Regions from separate parts of the Mus musculus genome. Here regions 1, 2 and 3 are each linked to region 4. A link is a contact called in public HiChIP or PLAC-seq, Micro-C and promoter capture Hi-C data. All regions are on one chromosome and are shown on one strand. Each heading gives the region's core, a stretch centred on a gene start, on an enhancer-like site or on the middle of the called end of the contact. The rest is flanking DNA. Distances are from core to core; before and after follow the strand shown. Region 1 holds the start of Baiap3 (BAI1-associated protein 3). Region 2 has its middle 24 kb from the start of Gm22645. Region 3 holds the start of Cerox1 (cytoplasmic endogenous regulator of oxidative phosphorylation 1). Region 4 holds the start of Cacna1h (calcium channel, voltage-dependent, T type, alpha 1H subunit).

Region 1 (2,762 bases), core at 4-2,503, 180 kb after region 4:
TGGTCCTGACAGTGGGTTTGACTTTTATCACTTTTGCCTGGCCGGACTGTGCCAAGCCAGAGGTTGACTGAGAACGGAGCATTCTGCAGGACAATATTCTGTTCTGGTGCCTGTCTTCAGTGATGGATGGAGGGACTGACAGAGATGTGAATTGGGATACAGACAGGTGACCTCACCTGTATGTCCCCTGGAATGAAGGACTATGGCCTGACTGTTGTCCCTCAGATGTTTCCTCTCCAAATCCCAGTAATGAGGAACAAAGGCCCCCCGCCCAGCACTCTGGAAAGTCTGTCGCCTCAGCAGAGATGTCATTTGCTACAGTCTGAAGTGGAGAATTTTCAGGCCTGCTTTCCTGACCCTCACACTGGTTGGAGTCCTTCCCATAAGAATGAGACCTTTAAACCGGTCAGTAGTGGGAAACTCTTGAGTTCAAGGCCAGCCTGGTCTACAGAGTGAATTTCAGGACAGCCAGGGCTACACAGAGAAACGAAAAATCAAACCAAACCAAACAAACAAAAGAATGAGACTTTTGGTATAAACTCCAAAGTGGAACTACTTAGAAGCAACATGGCCACCAGTGGTTTCCCACCGAAGTTTGTGTCAGTCTTCAGGGGCCTACTGAGCCCTGGAACAGCCAAGAACAACTCCCAGTGGGTGCTGAGAACCCACACAAAGAACCCTGTCAGGTATTTCCTCTGCCCCAGCTTCAGAGCTCGCACTTTTAGGAACTGGACAGGCAACTCATTTAACAAGTCTCCAGGTGACCTCAAGTGGTGGAGGGGGCCTTAGGAGAAGTGGGCTGGGAACAGCAGGATGTGGCTTAATGTGTGTCTTCTGCACACATTCACAGATAGCAGTGACATCACGAGATGTCCCAGGTTAATACCAGAGCTGACTTCCCTGGAAGAGAGCAGCTCCGGGTAGTACTGAGCAGCAGAGCTTTTGTGAGAGGGTTGACTTTGGATATGGCTGTACAGCACTTCAAGAAACACCAGGCACTTCGTGTTTCCTTTGGGCGACTGTTTCTTTTGGGCGACTGTAGCTTCCCTGCGGCCCTGGGAAGGAGACCCCGTGACAGCCTCCTCCCTCGGGGCAGGAGAAGGGGGGTGGGGGGACAGCTAACACAACCTGTCCCTGCACCCACCTGTAGGTTACTGAGCCCTGTGCCCAGAGCAGGGTCTCTCTGGCCACTACCGTGCTGGTAGAGACCCCCTGCCGACCCCAAACGCGCAGGGTAGGGGTGGGCAGGGCTGGAACCTCTGACCAGCAAACCAGGCCAGGCCCCGCCTCCGCCCGCCCGCGCCCCCCGCCCGCGGCGCCCGCTCTGCAGTGCTCAGTCTCCAGCGCGCGCGGCTGCTAGCGGTCGCTGTGCCTCGGTGTCCCCAGCTAGTGCGACAGCAACGCCAGCGCCAGCAGGGACCCCCCCGACCCTGTGGCCCCCGAAGCCCTGTCCACGGTGAGTGCTGTAACTCCTGCCCAATGTCGTCAGACTGCCGTCGAGGCTTAACCTGCTTTTTATCACAGACAGACAGACGGACGGACGGACGGACGCGACCGCCCCCTCGGGCTTAGCCCCACCCCCACCCCTGGCTTCTGCACTACGCTCCGGGTGGAGCACGGGAATTGCTGGCGTCAGAGGCAATGGGAAACTGAGGTCCTGGGGAAACTGAGGCCGCGCGTGCTCAGAGAGAGGGGCGGGGTCGCACGGCCGGCGTCCTAGGCTCTGAGCTAAGTAAAGGGCTACTGGAGGTCCACACTGCAGAATTCCCCGGGAGGGTTGAAGGGTGAGACCTCCAGAGCCAGAGAGTGCACACCTTCAACCTCGGTTCCCACGGCCGCCGCTGCTGAGCCACCTGACTGTAACCCTTTTTCCCAATAGAGGCCCCTGACTGAAGCGGAGCTGGGGACCTCGGAGACGCCCTACGGGGCTTCTCTGAACAGGTTGAATCCCCTCAAGGCCCCAGCGCCCGTGTCCCTACCACTTTCCGACTCCCCTCATGAGACCTTTGCCCTCAGTAACCCAAAATCCCTGCCAGGGTAAGCCTTTTTCCTCCCTAGTTACCCAGGAATTCGGGTCCCACCATTTGCCTGGGGTCTGACTGTGTGTGTGTGTGTGTGTGTGTGTGTGTGTGTGTGTGTGTGTGTGTGAGAGAGAGAGAGAGAGAGAGAGGCACAGAGGTAGAGACAGAGACAGAGACAGAGAGACAGAATCAGAGAGAGACAGAAATAGAAACAGAAAGAAAGCAAGACCAAGACCAAACTCCCTTCAGACCTCCTGCCTTCAAGGAGAAGAAGGTAACCTCAATAGAACAGGGGAGGGTAACCACAGCCTCCCCCGCCCCTATCATCAAAAACAGCCGATCAGGAGCAACTAACTCAACAGAGACAGGTAAGTAGCAGGTAAGACTCCAGGGTAGAGTGAACCAGTCTCCATCTGTAGGCCTGGAGAGCATCCATCCACAGAGAGCACAGTGCAGATCTCCCCCTACACACCCCTACACTCCCTGTGACTCAGGGAGGGATGAGCTTGCAAACAGAATGTGTAACAGGTAGACCACCTGAGGACTGGAGGCTGAGCTACTGAGGCCGGCCGTGGAGAGGTCCATAGGCACTACCCCACTCAGCACCCTTGTGTTTGCTGTGGACTGGAAGCCCAGAGAGACCCCTCCAGCCCTTTGCCCTTAAATTCTCTGCCTCACTGCCCCACAAGACCTTTAAAGGGCTGTCTGGTAGGTGACAGCTTGGTGAGAGTCCTAGGTTAA
Region 2 (2,706 bases), core at 186-2,685, 240 kb before region 4:
CAGCTGTGACTATCCAGGGCTGGGTTTTACTTAGGGCTTATGGGAGCACAAGTGGGCTGCCTGCTGTGGCCTGTGTGTAAAGTAGGTGTAACAGGCAGGGTTGGTGTACTGGAGCCCTGGACAGTGGCCTGCGGCCCTGCAGCTGGGAAGTGCCTTCTGAGGCCTACTGGATACTGGGCATCCTTGTGGGTAGGCGCAGCACAGCTGAGGGACTAGCTGGATTCCATAAGGGTGGCACGGTGCCCTTGAGAAGTGTCCCATGATCCTTGGAAAATGCACCTCTGTCCTTACAAGGCCCTGGTCACGTGGTTGCAGGAAGCTGATGTTTTTTCTTTTATTTTTTCTTTTCCGAGACAGGGTTTCTCTGTTTAGCCCAGGCTGGCCTCGAACTAAGAAATCCACCTGCCTCTGCCTCCCAAGTGCTGGGATTAAAGGCGTGCATCATCACTGCCCAGTGATGCTGATGTTTCTACTTGAGAAGAAAGTTCTTTTTCTTGCTGAGGCGCTTAGCATCTGGCGGCTTCTTGCAGGGACCGTGGGCAAGCCTAGAAAGGCAGGCAGTTAAGCAGGAACCAGTCTGGAGAGCATGCTTTGTTTAGATGCTGCTGGATACAGCCATGGCTATGGCGTGGCTACCTTTGTGGGGTCAAGAATAGCCACAAGGTAGACATCTCAGGCCTGATAACCTTTCCTGTGTCCAGATATCTTGCCAGTCGGTAGGAAACATACACAACTGCAAGCTTATATGTGTCTAGTATGTCTAGTTGTGTGAGTTCAGACATGTTTGTGAGTGCCTGTCTTAGGGTTACTACTGAGATGAAACACCATGACCAAAGCGACTTAGAAAGGAAAGGGTTTACTTGGCCCATGTTCCCACATCACAGTTCATCATAAAGGACAGGACAGAAGTCAGGAGAGGACCTAAGAAGGGCAGGAACCTGCAGGCAGGGGCTGATCCAAAGGTCGTGCAACAGCGCTCCTTACTGCCTTGCTCCTCATGGCTTCCTCGGCCTGCTTGCTCATAGAACCCAGGACCACCAGCCCAGGGCTGCCCCACGCATTATTGGGCTGGGCTCTTGCCATGAACACTAATGAAGGAAATGCCTTATAGGTTTGCCTATACCCCAATCTTGTGGAGGCATGTTCTCAATTGAGGCTCCTTCTGATTATTGTGTCATCAGACATAAAACCAGCCGGTACAGTGCCTGTGTTCTGACTCCAAGGAGGGGTGTGTGTGTCATCAGAGCACAGTGCTCCTGGTGTCCCATCCTGTCCTTTGTTTCCTTCATTTATCTCTCCCTGGTTGCTGTCATGTCTCCCTCCTGGGCAGGGCCTACGCCATCTGCCCATCTTTCTGCTTCCTCTTGCATCTTGAAGGCAGATGGTGGGTGTTCCATTTCACCCTCCTTCTGGGGCAGGTGAGGTCTGGGAGAGGCTGGGCAGACTTGGGGTTGAGAGCCCCATCCAGGCTGTCTGCTCTTGTGCTGGCTGGGAGGGTACCCCTGAAACCACTCTGGGCCATAACCAGATTTCCACTCTGCCTGGACACATTCATCTCCTGGGGCTCTGACAAAGGACCACATGTGGGGGCTTCAAATGCTGGCTTATTCTCCTACAGTCTGGAGGCAAACGGTCCAAACCAAAGTGTGGGCCATCCTATCTCCAAGGACTCAGGATTCCGCACAGTCCCCCCAGCTCCGGGGACTCTGCTGTTTTAAGTTCCTGTTTCATCTTCAAGCAGCTGTCTTCCCTGATATGCTGATCTCTCTTTCCCTTCGCTCCCTTCTCCTCTCCTTTCCCTCCCCCTTCTCTCACAGCTGGGGATAGAATCAAGGACTCCACATCTGGTAGTGAATATTTACCACTAAGCTGTAGGGCAGCCCCCTTTACATTTTTTAAATTTTAAGACAGTCTTGCTAAATTGCTCTCCATCCTCCTGCCTCTGCCTCTGGGGAGCTGGGATTATAGGCATGCACCCTGATGCTCAGGCTGCAGGCTTGGTGATTCCTTCCAGTAACTTCAGCACTGCAGAGAGGCAGAGGCAGAGGCAGAGGCAGAGGCAGAGGCAGAGGCAGAGGCAGAGGCAGAGGCAGAGGCAGAGGCAGAGGCAGAGGCAGAGGAGGCAGGAGGATTGCAACAAGTTTGAAGCCATTGAGGCTGCATAATGAAAGCCTGTCTCAGCTCTCACAAACAAACAAACAAACAAACAAACAAACAAACAAACTTGTGAACAAATTAGGGCAACCCTAATCCTGGACAGCTATATCATATGATCTTTATTAAATCTGCAAAGACCCTATTTTCAAAGGTCACATTCTGAGGTCCTTGGTTGGGATGAGTTTGGGGACACTATTCACCTCTCTACAGTGGCATTCTCTGTAGTGGAGGGACATTAGAGAGAGGGATCTGCCTAGATGGTCATAGGTGATGACAAGTCGAAGAAGTCTCGTGAAGGAGCTGGTGACAGTGATGTCTGGACCTGTCCTCACCCTGACCTCAGACCTGAGCTGTCCACCTCTGCCGCCAGGGTACAAAAGGGAACTGTACACAGACAGGGCTGGAGCCAGTCTGCAGCTGTGCAGCCATGGTGTGGGGTAGGGCAGTGATAGGGATACAGATGGTCCGATCACTGTTTTGCGTTTCCTTGTCCCAAGCCATGAGTGGGAGTGGTGTGGGGAGCTGTAGCCACTTGACAGACCCCCTTCC
Region 3 (2,700 bases), core at 183-2,682, 140 kb before region 4:
TGGTCTCCGTTCTCAACTCTGCCGCTAAGCCTTCTTTTGCTGGGATGGATGGTGCACTAGCTAGCAGGGTTCTTTATGCCTCTAAGACAGCTTCTTTCCAAGAGGTGGGACCCTGAGTGGAGGGATCCCCAAGGGAAAGGATTGCCACTGCAGATGTGCAGGGAAGGGCCTTTCTTGGCAGGTAATGGTTAAAATATGGAGAGAGTTCAGCAGGCAATGGCAGCTAGCTCTCCATCGACACAACACACACACACACACACACACACACACACACACACAGTGAGAGAGAGAGAGAGAGACAGACAGAGAGGGAAGAGGGAGGGAGACAGAGAGGAGAGAGAGAGAGAGAGAGAGAGAGAGAGAGAGAGAGAGAGAGAGAGAGAACTAGAATAGAATAAGGTCACCATTAAGGTAGTTTCTCTTCCTTAGCCGTCCCCTCAGCAGGAAGCAGGGACTTGGACCTTCTCCCTCTGTCCAGAGCTGTAGATGCCCTAAGGCCACACTGCACAGGACTGGCCTTTTCCAGGTCTGCAGGGAAAGTCTGATTGGAGGCTGGGATCCCAGACCTGAAGGTTAGGGCACCACTCACGGCTTGGGTGGAGATGGAGATTATTAGAGACCACAGTTCTTCCCTGCAGCCGCCTCCACGGGCTTGGGAAACAGGTGGCTTCCTTTAGGGTTACCGAGCTCTCGAGAGCCACAGCTCTATGCCACCCAGACAAGCTTAGGGTGGCAGGTACATCGCCTCCTTTGAGTTTGGCGAGAGACTCCTAGCTGCACTTGGAGACCTCCGGGCTGGGAGGCAAGTCGCGGGGGCGACCTCGGGCGCGGTTCGGAGTCAGGCTTGGCTCTCGCCTCGGGAGAAACGTCCCCTCTCCGACCCTGAGCACTCTCCGCCTTCTCTCTAGGCGCTGAGGAGAAGCGGCCCAGCGTGGTTTCCGCCTCCGCCAGACCACCCAGGCCCGCCCGCCAGGGCCTCCGCGCCCCCACCACAGGTCATACCCGGAAGGACCCGAGCCCCCGCGTCCGGCCCCTCCATCCGCCTGACCGCCCTCAGGGACTCAGCAGTCACTGCCAGAGCAGCCCCGCCCAGCGCCCCCGCCCTCCCACCTCTGTCTAGCCCCGGGGTCCTCCAGCTCACCTAGGTGCGGGAGTTACCAGGGTCACCTGGTGGCTCTTGTCATTGCGCCACCCTGCGGGCAGAACCCGGGTTTGGTTGCAATAGCGGATTCGAGCCCCACATTGGAGGGAGGGATGTTGGACTCAGGAACCTTGTGGATTAGCATCCTTGCCTGCCGCCCGAAAGTCAAGCCGTGCTGCTGAGATCCATGCACTGGGCAGTCAGTCACCCTTAGCCCTCTGACCCCGCCTCAGCCGAGGGATCAGGCTGCGGGGCGCCTGGCCCACGTGGTACGGAGGGTGGAGCGGGGTCGCAAGGCTTCTTTGGATTCGGGGCGGGGCATACAAGCTCCGCCTGGGGAGGACCTGCCAACCCGGACCGGGAGGGGCGGGGTTTCGACCACGGCTTAAAGAAACTTGTTGCGGGTCCCAGAACTGAGACTGAGCTACTGCGGCGGAGGAGCTGCTGCTGGGCCCCTGCGGTGAGGACAAAGATTGGGTCCTGCGTGGCAACCTTGGATTCTAGAGTGTCCTTCCACAGAGTGACCGGGCGCGACCCCTGCGTCCATCCCCACTGAGTGCCCCTCCGCGCGTGGCCCCGATGCTGGACATGAGTGAGGCCCGCGCCCAGCCTCCCTGCAGCCCGTCTGGCACCGCTAGCTCCATGTCACACGTGGAGGATTCGGACTCCGACGCGCCACCGTCGCCCGCGGGATCAGAGGGCCTGGGCCGCGCGGGGGGCGGCGGCCGAGGGGATACTGCTGAGGCAGCAGACGAACGCTTCCCAGCCTGCATCCGTGATGCCGTGTCGCAGGTGCTTAAGGGTTATGACTGGAGTCTGGTGCCTATGCCTGTGCGCGGCGGCGGTGGCGGCACGCTCAAGGCCAAGCCACACGTGAAGCGGCCCATGAATGCCTTCATGGTGTGGGCACAGGCGGCGCGCCGCAAGCTGGCGGACCAGTACCCGCATCTCCATAACGCAGAGCTCAGCAAGACCCTAGGCAAGCTGTGGCGGTGAGTGTGGGGACTCTTGACACTCAGGCTGAGGAAAGGAGTGACTTCGTGCCCCAGCTTGGGCTGTGCTCCTGGGCTGGTTCCAGGGTGGGTCTGGTCAACAGAGACACCAGGTGTGGGACTTTGGAGATGGACGGAGGCCAGTGCCTGGAGTGTGACCCTCCAGTCCTTTCTCCTCTCCTGGGATATCCTGCTGAGAACTGCAGAACTGGGGATCCTAGCATCGAGTGGCCACCACGGCCTGTAGGCATATTGGGTAGGCATCAAGCTGCTTTGTCCTGGGCAGAAGCTGGGACTCCGGGGTCCATGAGGAGTCCAAGTCCTCTGGCAGGTACTGCTCCCAGGCCACAGGAACCTGGAATTGGGGAAGGAAAGAGCAGGTGAAAGTGACAGGCTCAATGAGCACTTTGGCCTGAGAAAGGCAGGCATTATTGAAGACAGCTGCACAGTCCCACCTCCCAAGCTGCCTCTATTCGAGTTTGAAACAGTGTGTAGTAGTGATACTGGGCTGAGCAGGACAGCCAGGTTGTCTTGCCCTCTCAGCTTGGCCGGCAAGTTGAGGTTCAA
Region 4 (2,703 bases), core at 74-2,573:
TCTTTTCTTGAAAAGTTCACATATACAAGACAAGGTGCTGTTGGGCCCAGGGGCCTGCCCTGCCTGGACCGACAGGCAGAGGACATGGTTCTTGTTCTCCACCTCCTTCCCCAGGCTGTGCCCTTCCCAGGCTCAGTGGTGAAATCCTCTTAGAATCCCAGAACCACATATGGGAAACTCCACTTCTCTGCAGCTCACCCTGCCAGGGCTCCATCCAGGTCTGAGGTTGCTATGTTGCTCTGGCCCTCCAAAGAGCCCAGCTACCCCAGGGCAGAGGGAGGCTGCTCTTTGTCTAGGACAGGAATGGTTTTCCCCAATAACAGGGCCTGAAGGTGAAAGAGCCCCTTGTTGGTTGAAATTTAAGTGGATGTACACCTAAGAGCTGGAATTTTATGGCCCTAGTGTGGTAATTGTGAGAAAGTAAAAAAATCCCTGCATACCTCCAGCGGGAGAGGGGGGGAACAGCCCCTCTGCTCATGCCTTCATGGGACAAGGGTCATGCAACCACTGGAGTATGAAAGGAGATTCAGCGACATGCTCAGGATATACCCTCTGTGTGCCTTGGCGGGTGCTGGGAGGCCCCGCTCGGCTTGTACTCCTTCTCGAGGTTCTTCCAAGAGCCCCAGTCCCCAGGAGAAGGGGGAGGGGGATGGGCACCGGCAAGTTTGCGGAAACTGGGAGGAGTGTGGGGGAGCTGCGTACCAGAGTACCCGGACTGCCCCAGGACAATTGGTGTCGCGTCGCGCAACGCGCCCCACGTCGCCCACGCGCCCCAAAGACACTGGCGCCCCGGCACACCCAAGACACACGCGGTGGGGGAAGGGCACGCGCCTCGCGGGCATGGTCACGGCGTGCCTCCCACGCCTGCTGAGCCCCGCCCCCTAGCCGACCCTAGCAGTGAAGAGAAGGGGCGGCGCGCGAGAAAAGGAGGGGGTCCCCGCCGGCTCCGCGCCCCCGCAGTGGGGGTGGGGAAGGACGTTGGCGCCGCTTCCCCCGCCCCTCGTCCAAGCATCCCTGCGAGCGCCCCCTGCTGCCGTGCTCTCCCGCGAGACAGTATGGGGCGGGAGGAGAGGTCGGGGAGGGGGGCGCGGACCGGGTTCGCCCAGTCCTGGACTTGGGGCTGGCGGCGTACCGGCACGGAGAAACACGGACCAAGGGATGTTGTGGGATAGCTTACGTCTGGGTGGGGGCGGGCCGGGCTGATGACCCCCGCCCACTCTCCGTCCCTATCTCGGTCCCTGAGGGTCGCCCCCTGCCCGCCCCGGCCGCGTTGGCCCCGCCCCATGGGCCGCCCCCGCCGCCCCGCCTCCCCGCCACTGCTCACTCCGAAGTTTCCTGCGCTGTGCGCGGACGGGCTCCAGGGCTCGCTCGCTCCCTCTCTGGCTCGGCCGCGCCCCCGGCCCGTGCCTGCGGTCCGCGCCCGCCCCGCCGTGCATTTAGCGGTTTTCCGCATCGGGACACCGTTGCTGCTGCTGGGCGGGCCGGAGCTAGAGCTTCCGCGAGAGCTGGTGCCGGGTGGGCCGGGGGCGCGGGCCGAGGAGGCGATACTGGCCCAGCTCCGGGCTCTGGACTGGGTCCCCAGTGACAGCGCCGCCCGGGCTATGCCCACAGGGACGCCGCTGGCCACCGGAGCGAGGTGAGATGCGGAGGGTACGCGCGCTTACTGCGCGCCTGGGACCCTTTGAACTTGAGCTCTATGGGCTCGGAGCCCCTAGGGCTCCCGCAACCCTTCGCCTCGGCCTTGGGGGTGGGGCTGCCAGGCTTTGCTGGCGGGAGGGGGCGGGGGGCGCACTTGTCTCTAATAAGGAGAGACAAAGACATCCCGGCGGCCGCGGCTGTTCCCGCAGCTCCGCTCCGCCTGAGGCGGGGCGGGGGCGTCGTTCCTGGGCCAGGGTCACCGCCTGCCCCTCTCTCCGCAGGTGCTGCCCTCTGCCACCATGACCGAGGGCACGCTGGCAGCGGACGAGGTCCGGGTGCCCCTGGGCGCTTCGCCTTCGGCTCCTGCAGCGCCGGTGAGGGCTTCCCCAGCGAGCCCTGGGGTGCCGGGGCGCGAGGAGCAGCGAGGATCCGGGTCGAGCGTGTTGGCTCCCGAGAGCCCAGGGACCGAGTGTGGTGCGGACCTGGGCGCCGACGAGGAACAGCCCGTCCCATACCCCGCTCTGGCTGCCACAGTCTTCTTCTGCCTCGGGCAAACCACGCGGCCCCGCAGCTGGTGCCTCCGACTGGTTTGTAACCCATATCCTTACAGGGTTGGCAGGGCGCTGGGGACTGGGGTGTGGGACTCCTCTGCGTACGTCCTGTGAACCCGGCTTGTGGGATCCGGCGGGGGCTCTGGGTAGGGGTGCTAGGGCGGCGTTCTTCTCAGAGATGGTAGGGTTAGCCTGTGGAATCTGGGTTCAGAGGCACCTCGGGACGGGAGAGTATGAGCAGAAGCGGCGAGGATGCCGCCGGTGGAAGGAAATGAAAGGTAGTTAACTCCAGGAGTCCTACTGGGGCGGGGGATGGGGGGAAAGATGGGAATCCCCGCCTTCTTAGCTTTCCAAAGGAAACACCTGAGCCTGTGTGAAGACCCTCGCTGGAGTCTGGGGGCCGGAAAGGGAGAAAGTTTCCACCTGCTCATTGGCGCTGTGTGCCGGGCAGGGCTGCTCCCTGGTTCTCCTCGAAGTGACGTTGGTTTGAGAACTCACTTTTCCAGGCTGAAGT

The links. Promoter capture Hi-C pulls out the DNA fragments that hold promoters and counts their contacts. Hi-C and Micro-C count contacts between places; a contact is called where the count stands out from the background. HiChIP or PLAC-seq counts read pairs in DNA pulled down with a chosen protein or histone mark.
Region 1: a contact with region 4 is called in an H3K4me3 HiChIP or PLAC-seq map of forebrain, with 2.2 times the contacts expected there. The contact joins the promoter of Baiap3 here to the promoter of Cacna1h in region 4. A contact is called at or near these places in 2 of 39 promoter capture datasets (hippocampal neurons and liver), 1 of 115 datasets of contacts at active chromatin or transcription factors (forebrain) and 2 of 9 other capture datasets (adipose tissue and pancreatic islet).
Region 2: a promoter capture Hi-C map of cranial neural crest shows a contact between it and region 4. The contact joins the enhancer-like site here to the promoter of Cacna1h in region 4. A contact is called at or near these places in 4 of 39 promoter capture datasets (the HPC-7 cell line, HPC-7-derived erythroid cells, the SN4741 cell line and 2 more), 2 of 484 Hi-C or Micro-C datasets (the G1E-ER4 cell line and bone marrow-derived macrophages), 2 of 115 datasets of contacts at active chromatin or transcription factors (double positive thymocytes and forebrain) and 1 of 9 other capture datasets (liver).
Region 3: a contact with region 4 is called in a Micro-C map of embryonic stem cells, with 2.6 times the contacts expected there. The contact joins the promoter of Cerox1 here to the promoter of Cacna1h in region 4. A contact is called at or near these places in 7 of 39 promoter capture datasets (cranial neural crest, embryonic stem cells, epiblast stem cells and 2 more), 3 of 484 Hi-C or Micro-C datasets (all in embryonic stem cells), 1 of 115 datasets of contacts at active chromatin or transcription factors (embryonic stem cells) and 1 of 9 other capture datasets (adipose tissue).

What each region holds. Positions count from the first base shown.
Region 1 is chr17:25,254,855-25,257,616 of GRCm38.p6, reverse strand. It overlaps Baiap3 (BAI1-associated protein 3), which reads left to right and starts at 1,253. Exons shown (of 34, transcript NM_001163270.1): 1 at 1,253-1,456.
Region 2 is chr17:25,668,755-25,671,460 of GRCm38.p6, reverse strand. No RefSeq gene overlaps it. Among named protein-coding and RNA genes, the nearest start is that of Gm22645, 24 kb to the left of the region's middle. Within about 2 kb of position 1,435, at least 5 of the 459 cell types and tissues checked have an H3K27ac peak or open chromatin away from gene starts, as enhancers often do.
Region 3 is chr17:25,569,543-25,572,242 of GRCm38.p6, reverse strand. Cerox1 (cytoplasmic endogenous regulator of oxidative phosphorylation 1) reads right to left here and starts at 1,432. Exons shown (of 2, transcript NR_045176.1): 1 at 1,142-1,432. It overlaps Sox8 (SRY (sex determining region Y)-box 8), which reads left to right and starts at 1,557. Exons shown (of 3, transcript NM_011447.3): 1 at 1,557-2,133. The coding sequence starts at 1,721.
Region 4 is chr17:25,432,403-25,435,105 of GRCm38.p6, reverse strand. Cacna1h (calcium channel, voltage-dependent, T type, alpha 1H subunit) reads left to right here and starts at 1,323. Exons shown (of 35, transcript NM_021415.4): 1 at 1,323-1,636; 2 at 1,920-2,236. The coding sequence starts at 1,938.